Linked DNA regions of Mus musculus: regions 2 and 3 are each linked to region 1. Evidence: chromatin contacts called from public HiChIP or PLAC-seq data. All regions are on one chromosome and are shown on one strand. Each heading gives the region's core, a stretch centred on a gene start, on an enhancer-like site or on the middle of the called end of the contact. The rest is flanking DNA. Distances are from core to core; before and after follow the strand shown. Region 1 holds the start of Mif4gd (MIF4G domain containing). Region 2 holds the start of Trim47 (tripartite motif-containing 47). Region 3 holds the start of Otop3 (otopetrin 3).

What was found. HiChIP or PLAC-seq counts read pairs in DNA pulled down with a chosen protein or histone mark.
Region 2: a contact with region 1 is called in an HNF4G HiChIP or PLAC-seq map of pancreatic cancer cells. The contact joins the promoter of Trim47 here to the promoter of Mif4gd in region 1. A contact is called at or near these places in 1 of 115 datasets of contacts at active chromatin or transcription factors (pancreatic cancer cells) and 3 of 9 other capture datasets (adipose tissue, liver and pancreatic islet).
Region 3: a FOXA1 HiChIP or PLAC-seq map of pancreatic cancer cells shows a contact between it and region 1. The contact joins the promoter of Otop3 here to the promoter of Mif4gd in region 1. A contact is called at or near these places in 1 of 484 Hi-C or Micro-C datasets (embryonic stem cells), 2 of 115 datasets of contacts at active chromatin or transcription factors (large pre-B cells and pancreatic cancer cells) and 1 of 9 other capture datasets (adipose tissue).

The regions. Positions count from the first base shown.
Region 1 is chr11:115,611,626-115,614,285 of GRCm38.p6, reverse strand. Mif4gd (MIF4G domain containing) reads left to right here and starts at 1,317. Exons shown (of 6, transcript NM_001243584.1): 1 at 1,317-1,501; 2 at 2,252-2,383. The coding sequence starts at 2,302. It overlaps Slc25a19 (solute carrier family 25 (mitochondrial thiamine pyrophosphate carrier), member 19), which reads left to right. Exons shown (of 7, transcript NM_026071.3): 7 at 1-105.
Region 2 is chr11:116,108,869-116,111,528 of GRCm38.p6, reverse strand. It overlaps Trim47 (tripartite motif-containing 47), which reads left to right and starts at 1,294. Exons shown (of 6, transcript NM_172570.5): 1 at 1,294-1,995. The coding sequence starts at 1,309.
Region 3 is chr11:115,333,441-115,336,100 of GRCm38.p6, reverse strand. Otop3 (otopetrin 3) reads right to left here and starts at 1,370. Exons shown (of 7, transcript NM_001347647.1): 1 at 1,199-1,370. The coding sequence starts at 1,217. It also overlaps a transcript of Ush1g not described here.

The DNA of each region.
Region 1 (2,660 bases), core at 68-2,567:
GGAGGGCTTCTGAGATGGGTGGCCCGTTGGCTTCCTGGGCTTGGAGCAGCAGAAGTGTTTTGTGACCCTATTGCTGGAGAGATGTGAATAAATTTATATACCAGAGGAGAAGCTGACTGCAGACCATTGTAAGGATACTACTTGTTTCTTCTACTGCTATGATAAACACCATGACCAAAAAGCAAGTTGGAGAGGGAAGGGTTTATTCAGCTTACACTTCCACATCACTGTTCATCACCAAAGGAAGTCAGGACAGGAACTCAAGCAGGGCAGGAACCTGGAGCCAGGAGCTGGAGGTCATGGAGGGAGCTGCTTACTGGCTTGCTCAGCCTGGACCATCAGTCCAAGGATGGCACCATCCACAATGGGCTGGGCCCTTCCCCATCAATGACTAATTACAAAAGTGCTCCACAGGCAGTAGGAGTTTATGGAGGCATTTTCTTAGTTGAGGCTCCCTCCTTTCAAATGACTTTAGTTTGTGTCAACTTGACATAAAACTATCCAGCACATTACCAAAGTCCAATTGGGAGTTACAGGAGCAGAAATGACTCAAAGACAGGGACATTACCCAAAGCTCAGCCTAGCATTGCTGAACTCATGAAAGCTGGGATCATGGAGCACAGTGCAGTCTGCAGGCAGCCCAACAGATTGGAGAGACCTCCAGGCAGCTCAGTTGGTCCCAGCCTATCTTCAGGTCAACTGGAGCAGTCTCAAGAGTACACTGGGCAGCCCAGCTCAAGCTGCTGTTTCCACAGGGTGTGCTAGCTCGAGCCTTTTTAGGCCACTTAGCTCGTCTGAGTGCAATTCGGCAATCCTCGCTGCTTTTACATTCTTAGTAGGGAGGGGCTTCCAGGAGCCTGTGAGTTGTTCACTTCCCCTACTTAAAACATCCTGTGTCTTAATGCGCCTCCCTGCGTGGTGGGATGTTGTTTCTCCTTTATCTTAACCTGGAAGATTCAGGGTCGGCTGTCTGATTTTTTTTTTTTTTAAGAAGTCTTATCGACGTAAATTCCGTGCTCCTCATTTCCCCGCCCTCAGGAGCTTCTCGAGCTTTTTGGTACTATCACCCTGAGCGCTGTGGCAAACTCTTAAAGCAGCTGAGAGCTTTGGCTCCTGGTCCCTCGTGCGCAGCAGTGTTGCTCCCGATTCCCCCTAGGAAAGACCCAGGGCCCTTTATCTTGGCTGCTCCTTTGGTTTAAAACTTATTTTACAGTGAGTGGCAGGAGAGGGAGTTGCCAGAGTGTGCCCCAGCCCTTGCACTCCGCTTTAACCGGCCAAACCCCAGAAGACTACGCCCCTCCCCCCGAATAGGCCACGCCTTCCCGAAGCTCCTCCCACGCTGCCCGGCCGGGGAGAGTCTGACCTAGTTCACCTGAGCGGGGCAAGGGATATGGTGACCCCGGCGCGGGGTGCGACCTGGCAAGACCAACAACTTCACGCAAAACGCAGGGAGGGTCCGGCCCAGCGCTCGGAGGCTTTCGTGGTCAGAAACAAGGCGGAGGTGCGCCGGGTGGGAAGGGGACAGGGGCCGGTGAGCTTTCAGCGCGCGACGGTGGCGGTGTCGCAGTTGTCGGGTGCCGATCCGTCTCCGCGCCAAGCGAGGGAGCGGCCCGGGGCGGCGGCGGGGTGCGGAGGCGAGGGCGAGTCGTGGCCGGTAGGCGGCGCTAGCGAGTCGCCCTGGCGCCGCCGCCGCCGCCGCCGCCGCCGCGCGGTACCACGCCGGGCGCGCGCCGCGCGGCGCCCCAGACGCAGGCGCGGGCCAGCCCTGGCCCAACGGCTGCAGGGGTGGACGGACTGGAAACGCTGGGAGAGAGGGGCTCGGAGCCCTGCTGGTATCAGGATCTGCGGCTTGGACTGAGCCAGCGTCCTCCGTGCTAGACGATAAAGGCGAGCCTGACGTTTACACCCAGTTCAGTATTTGCACCCCGAAATTTACCCTGATACTGACTGTATCAGATCCCAGATCTGGGATAACTCAGATCCCGCTGGGACCGTAGGTGAATTCCCGCTTCACTTCTCAGATGTAACCCCAGAAGCCTGGGTTTCCTTCAGCTGAGCAGCAGGTGGCCACTTGGTGCTCAACTACTCCACCCGAAGCCAAGTTTGGTGGGCACTCAGCCAAGCACTGAACGCGACAGAAAGTCCAGTTCCACCCGTCCCAAGGCCTGGTCTGCCCGGCCCAGTGCCTACAGGGCTAGAATCGGGAGCTTTGTGATTCACCCTTGAAGCCTCAACCGTCTTTGCTTCTCAGGTGCTGTCCTTAGTTTCAGGCCAGTGAAAACCTGCCGGGCTTAGACCGTCATGAGCGAGGCCAGTAGAGATGATTATAAAATCCAGTCTTTTGATGCAGAGACGCAGCAGCTGCTGAAGACCGCGCTCAAAGGTGAGCCTCCCACCCACCACTTATTTTGTGTCAAGTTGACATAAAACTATCCAGCACGCTACCAGAGTCCGACTTGAGGTTCCCATGCATATTCCATTTGGGTAAGAGCCGCACTGGGGGCTGAAGCCCAGAGCCAGGCAGTGCCCAAGCCCTTCTTGGCTCTCAGAAAGTAAGTCACAACCTAATTCTCACCACATTTAAGCCAGTAGATTGGAGAATGAATCACAGAGTTAGATCTAAGATCATAAAGCCTTTAAGTACCCATGAAAGAGAACAC
Region 2 (2,660 bases), core at 45-2,544, 500 kb before region 1:
ATGCTTATTTTTTTATCGAGGGTTGTAACAACACTATTCCACCCACTTTGTTTATTCGTTTGGTTTTGGACACCATGCTCAGCCTTTAACCAGGGGCTAGAATCTAACTCAGGCCCTTACACTTTACCAACTGTGGGCTCCACTCTATAATAATAATAATAATAACAATAATAAGGGCCTGGAGAGATGGCTCAACGGTTAGGAGCACTGACCACATGGTAGCTCACAACCATCTGTAATGGGATCCAGCGCCCTCTTCTGGTGTGTCTGAAGACAGCAACAGTGTGCGCATATAAAATAACTACTAAAATAATTTTGACAATTTGATTCTACATAGTTTAAAGCTTAACATTATTGCATTATTACAATGTCAGTTTACCCGACATGGTGGCCTGCACCTGGAATCTCAATACTGGAGAAGTGGAGGCATGGGAATCAAGGCCAACATAAGCTCTGGGCTAACCAAGGCTATGTAAGAAAGACCTATCCCAGAAACAACACGAAGAAGCCATAAGCCTGTGATCCCAGCACTCAGGAGGCTGAGGCAGGAGGATGAAGAGTTCTAGGTCACTCTGGGCTACATACAGAGACTAAATCTCAAGCACAAGTCCTTGCAACTAGACGCACTGTTCTAAATGCATAGTTGGGCAGGCCTTAACCAGTGTCTCCTTTTGGGGAACTACAGGCACCCGCGAGTATCCATGAACGGAAGTAAATTCCTCAGACAAGGGATTTGTCAAGTGATGTCAGCTTCCCATTTCAGATCTAGACAAGGCTAAGTTCCCCAGCGCGGGTAAACACAGTCGCTAAGAGGTCAAAACAGACACATACCAGCAGTAAGTTTTTCTGTATGTCAGCAACTCAGGGAACTTGGCTAACTGTACCTGGGAGGGGTCTGGAGGGAAAGGCGCTGGCTACATGGCTGTGCACGCCCACCATGGCACCTGGCTGACCAGGATAGAGGATGGAGGATCGAATGTCCTCTCAGCCTCCTCCCCATGAATCCCCTCACATTCTCGCTCCGGGTCCTCTCCTTTTCACAATCCTCTGGCAGTCCCACCGCCTCCGCCCACGCTGGGTAGAAGTCTCAAGAGGGTCGTGCTCCCCTGGAGGGCTGGCCGGCCTCGCGGCGTCTGCTGACCGGTGGGTGCGGCGGTGGCGAGCCGCGCTGGGGCGAGCAGAGCTGCGGAGGGGTAGGAGGGGGCCGGACCCTTGGCCAGGGTCCCAAGGGGCGGTGCCGGGCGCGAACCGTCCCAGGTCCCTCCCAGGCGGGAGCAGCACAGGCGGTGCCCGGGTAGCGGCGGAGCCATGGACGGCAGCGGGCCTTTCAGCTGCCCCATCTGCCTGGAACCGCTCCGGGAGCCGGTGACACTACCCTGCGGCCACAACTTCTGCCTCGCTTGCCTGGGCGCTCTCTGGCCGCACCGGAGCGCGGGCGGCACCGGTGGTTCCGGAGGTCCAGCTCGCTGTCCACTTTGTCAGGAGCCTTTCCCCGACGGCCTGCAGCTCCGCAAGAACCACACGCTGTCCGAGTTGCTGCAGCTCCGCCAGGGCTCGGTCCCGGGACCCATGTCCGCCCCGGCTTCAGGATCGACCCGGGGCGCCACGCCCGAGCCCTCCGCGCCCAGCGCACCACCTCCGGCTCCGGAACCATCGGCTCCCTGCGCGCCGGAGCAGTGGCCCGCGGGTGAGGAGCCGGTGCGCTGCGACGCGTGCCCCGAGGGCGCCGCCCTGCCCGCCGCGCTCTCTTGCCTCTCCTGCCTCGCCTCCTTCTGCTCCGCGCATCTGGCCCCCCACGAACGCAGCCCCGCCCTGCGCGGCCACCGCCTGGTGCCCCCGCTGCGCCGACTTGAGGAGAGCCTGTGTCCGCGCCACCTGCGGCCTCTGGAGCGCTACTGTCGCGTGGAGCGTGTGTGCCTTTGCGAGGCCTGTGCCACTCAGGACCATCGCGGCCACGAGCTCGTGCCGCTGGAGCAGGAGCGCGCGCTTCAGGAGGTGGGGCACCTTGAGTCGACACGTGGAGATGGGTGACAGGAGGGACACTAGAGCTATTTAGTCCCTCACTCTTATCCGGGTGTGTCTGTTATATATTTGTTTTATCATTATGGCTGTGCACATGGAGATGAAGGAAGCAACTTTGTGGGGTTGGTTCTCTCCTCCTGCCTTTACATGGGCTTCATCTCTCTGACTCAATAGGCTCTGCCTTAGTTTCCTCCTCTAGCCTGAGAATCTTTGCAACCTCTTCCGGTCTACACTGTCATTTGCTGGGGCTGGTGTGGATGGAAAGAGAGTCGGGAGGGACTAGTAAGATGAAAGAGTGGCAAAAAGCCGAGAGAGAGAGAGAGAGAGAGAGAGAGAGAGAGAGAGAGAGAGAGAGAGAGCGCTTTAGCTAGATTAGTGTAAGTGTAAAGCGAGAGAGGGATCCGCATTAGGCCCTCAGAAGCCGTGGGGGTCAGGAGTCGCTGGGTGCGGGCGGGGCCCCGTAGCTGATGCCCTCTTCAATTCAGATTCGTCCTGAATTGAGTCAGCCACTTTGTATGGGTGTGGCGGGCACCAGGAGAGCGACGGAGTTTGGGCTGGTCACACAGATCTCCTCTGTCCGAATGCTCTGGGGCCGTGGGGAGCATGTGCCCAGTGTCCCGCTACCTCCCACCCCCAGT
Region 3 (2,660 bases), core at 121-2,620, 280 kb after region 1:
CCCAGATGGCATTTAGCATCTCTGTGATCTTGGCTAAGCTACTTAGTTTTTGTAGTCTGGATCCTTTGTAGTCCTTTCAGTGAAGTGGATGAGCAACTATGGAACACTAATGCCTGGTTCTCTCTGTTTCACCCCCTCACACTCCATCTAGTTCCCATCCCGACATCCCCTCCCCCGACCTCCCCCTTCACCCCAACTCTGTGAATGTTAGACCAGTGCAGTACCGCTGAGCTGTATCTCCAGCCCGACAAGTTATTGAATGAATAAATAAAAGAATGGATACATGATACCTACCCTCAAGAGTTTTGTCAGACTTTAGCGATTTGATGCATGAACATACACGAAGAGCCATGCCCGATAGAAGTGCATGAACCTTCCTATAGATCAAGATCCTAGAGGGACTAAAGGGTTGGAGTTTTCGCTCAGACTGCAGGCCTTGGGAACTGGAAGTGTGGAGACAGTGGAGAACCGAGTTCCAGGTCCTCTCCCTTCAAAGGGCACTCTGGTGGTTTCCCCTGTTCCTTGGTTCAGTGCTCTACCAGCGGTTATCAAGGGGGCCAATGCTAGGTGTTAGGGTGAGCATCAAGGGGTCCAGAAAAAAAGAGCTAGAACGAACGCACTTGGAACCAACTAGAACTCTGCCACCCTTGGCACGCCTCTTGGCACGATGCCAGTTCAAGAGAAGTCCTAGACACCAAACTGGTTTATGGGCTGCGTTCAGAGGCAGCCAACGAAAGGAGATGAGAAAGGAGATGAACCGTCGGGGCCATGGGACCGGTGCTCCGAGGGAGGCTGCAAAGCACTGGCAGGGAAACTTCGGGATTTTGTTCAGAGCAACAGGTTGGGGGAGGCCTAGGCAGCTTGAGTATTCTTTTAGCCAACTATATATCCAGGTTTCTGACTTCGTTCAGGCCTGGGCACCCTCTTTGAGCTGTGAGGACCCTTGAACCCAGGGGTGAGGTAGGGAGAAGGATGTAGGCGCAGAGCCAGAGTTGGGGTGACACAGAGGGAAGAGCTTAGGGTCGTCCCACTCACTCTGCCCTGTCCAATCCTTGGAGCGCCTGACTCATGAACCCCCACTTTGGAGCAGTGAGTGTGAGGATGGGCTTCCAGGAAAGGTTCAGTCAGCTGTCCTCGGGCGCTCGGGGTGGGGGGGGAGGGGGTGGTGGAGATCCCAGCTCAAGCTAAGGAATCCTACCTGAAGTCTGCGAAGCCATGGTCGCGGGCTCCCCACCTCTTGGGTTGCAGCGCGGATCCTCCGTCTTGGTAAGGTCCCAGGTGCCTTGAGACAGATGCCTCGACGCCCTTTCCTCCCTCCGACCCCCCCGCGAGACTGCGCAGTCGCCGCTCGGGCTCCAAGGCCCATCGATTTTTCTGTTGACATTGGGAATCTCATTAATCCCTCGTTAATTACTCCGTGGGGGCTCGGGCACAAGTCGTGAAGCCAATGACGAGGCAGAGAGGCGGGAGGGCGTGGCAGGAGGCGTGGCGGACGCCGGCTGCAGGGTCTGGGTGGGGGCAGCCCCCCAAGTGGAATGGGGTGCCTAGTCGTCAGGTCCGAACAGAGAGCGAGCTGGCTTCAGTCCATACTTGCCTGTGGCGGCTGAGCTGTGAATGGGAACCTCTCTTCTCCGGGTCCAGGTCACATATTTTCTACACCCTGTCTAGCTGATTGAGCACCAAAGCGGCTTCTCAGAATCATCTCCTGGTCTTACATTGAAACTGAAGTTGGAGTGGGAGACACCCAAGGTGGGAGATGGTGTTTAAGGATTTGGGGGGCAGGGGCAGAACGGGAGGAGGTAGTCCTCAGGACCTTCTCTGGTCGTCTGCTTCTTGGCTCCCCTTTTTCTCTCCCTTATATCCCCATCAGTCTTTACAGCCTTAAAGATCATGGACTTCTTGCCGATGTCTCCTGTTCTCACCCCCAAATGTCATCACTCCCACCTGGCTCTCCCTCCCTTCTGGTTCCGTCCAATCTCCCGGGCCTGTGAGATGTGTAAAGGCACCCAACAAGCCTGATGACCTGGGTTCCATCCCTGGGACCCATAAGGTGAAGGGAGAGAATTGATGCTGCAGGTTGTCCTTTGACTTCCACTGATACACTACGCACACGCACGCACCACATTAAAATATAATTTAAAAATTTTAAATAAACAAAACAAGCTTAGCAATGCACCCTAGCAATCCCGGTACTTGGGTGGGGCATGGCCATCTGGAGTTAAAGGTCATCCTTGGCTACACAGGGAGTCAGAAGCCAGCTGCCCTCCATGAGACCCTGTCTCAAAAACAAAAAAACAAAAAACCACCTCGATGTAACACAAAACCAACTCTGACCCCTCTAGCTTTTGGTGTTACTCCCACCTCCCTCCGTCTCAGTACACAGCTGTGGCCGTGCAGAAGTCTTGTGGCTTTGGAGAGCATCCTCTAGGACCCCAAGCTGAGCCCAGGGAGGTAAGGACTCTCCCAGCTCCTGTTAAGCTGGGGGCACCTGCTTATTCCTACAGTATGTTCCTGTGATACTCATGACCCTCACATTCCTGAGAAGGAAAACTGCTGCTTAGGGTTAATGGGGTTAGGCTCAGTCGGGCAGGAGGATTACCTCCTGTGATTCTATAGCACAGGAGGGTAATAATGGCTGGCAACAATCCATTGTGTATTTC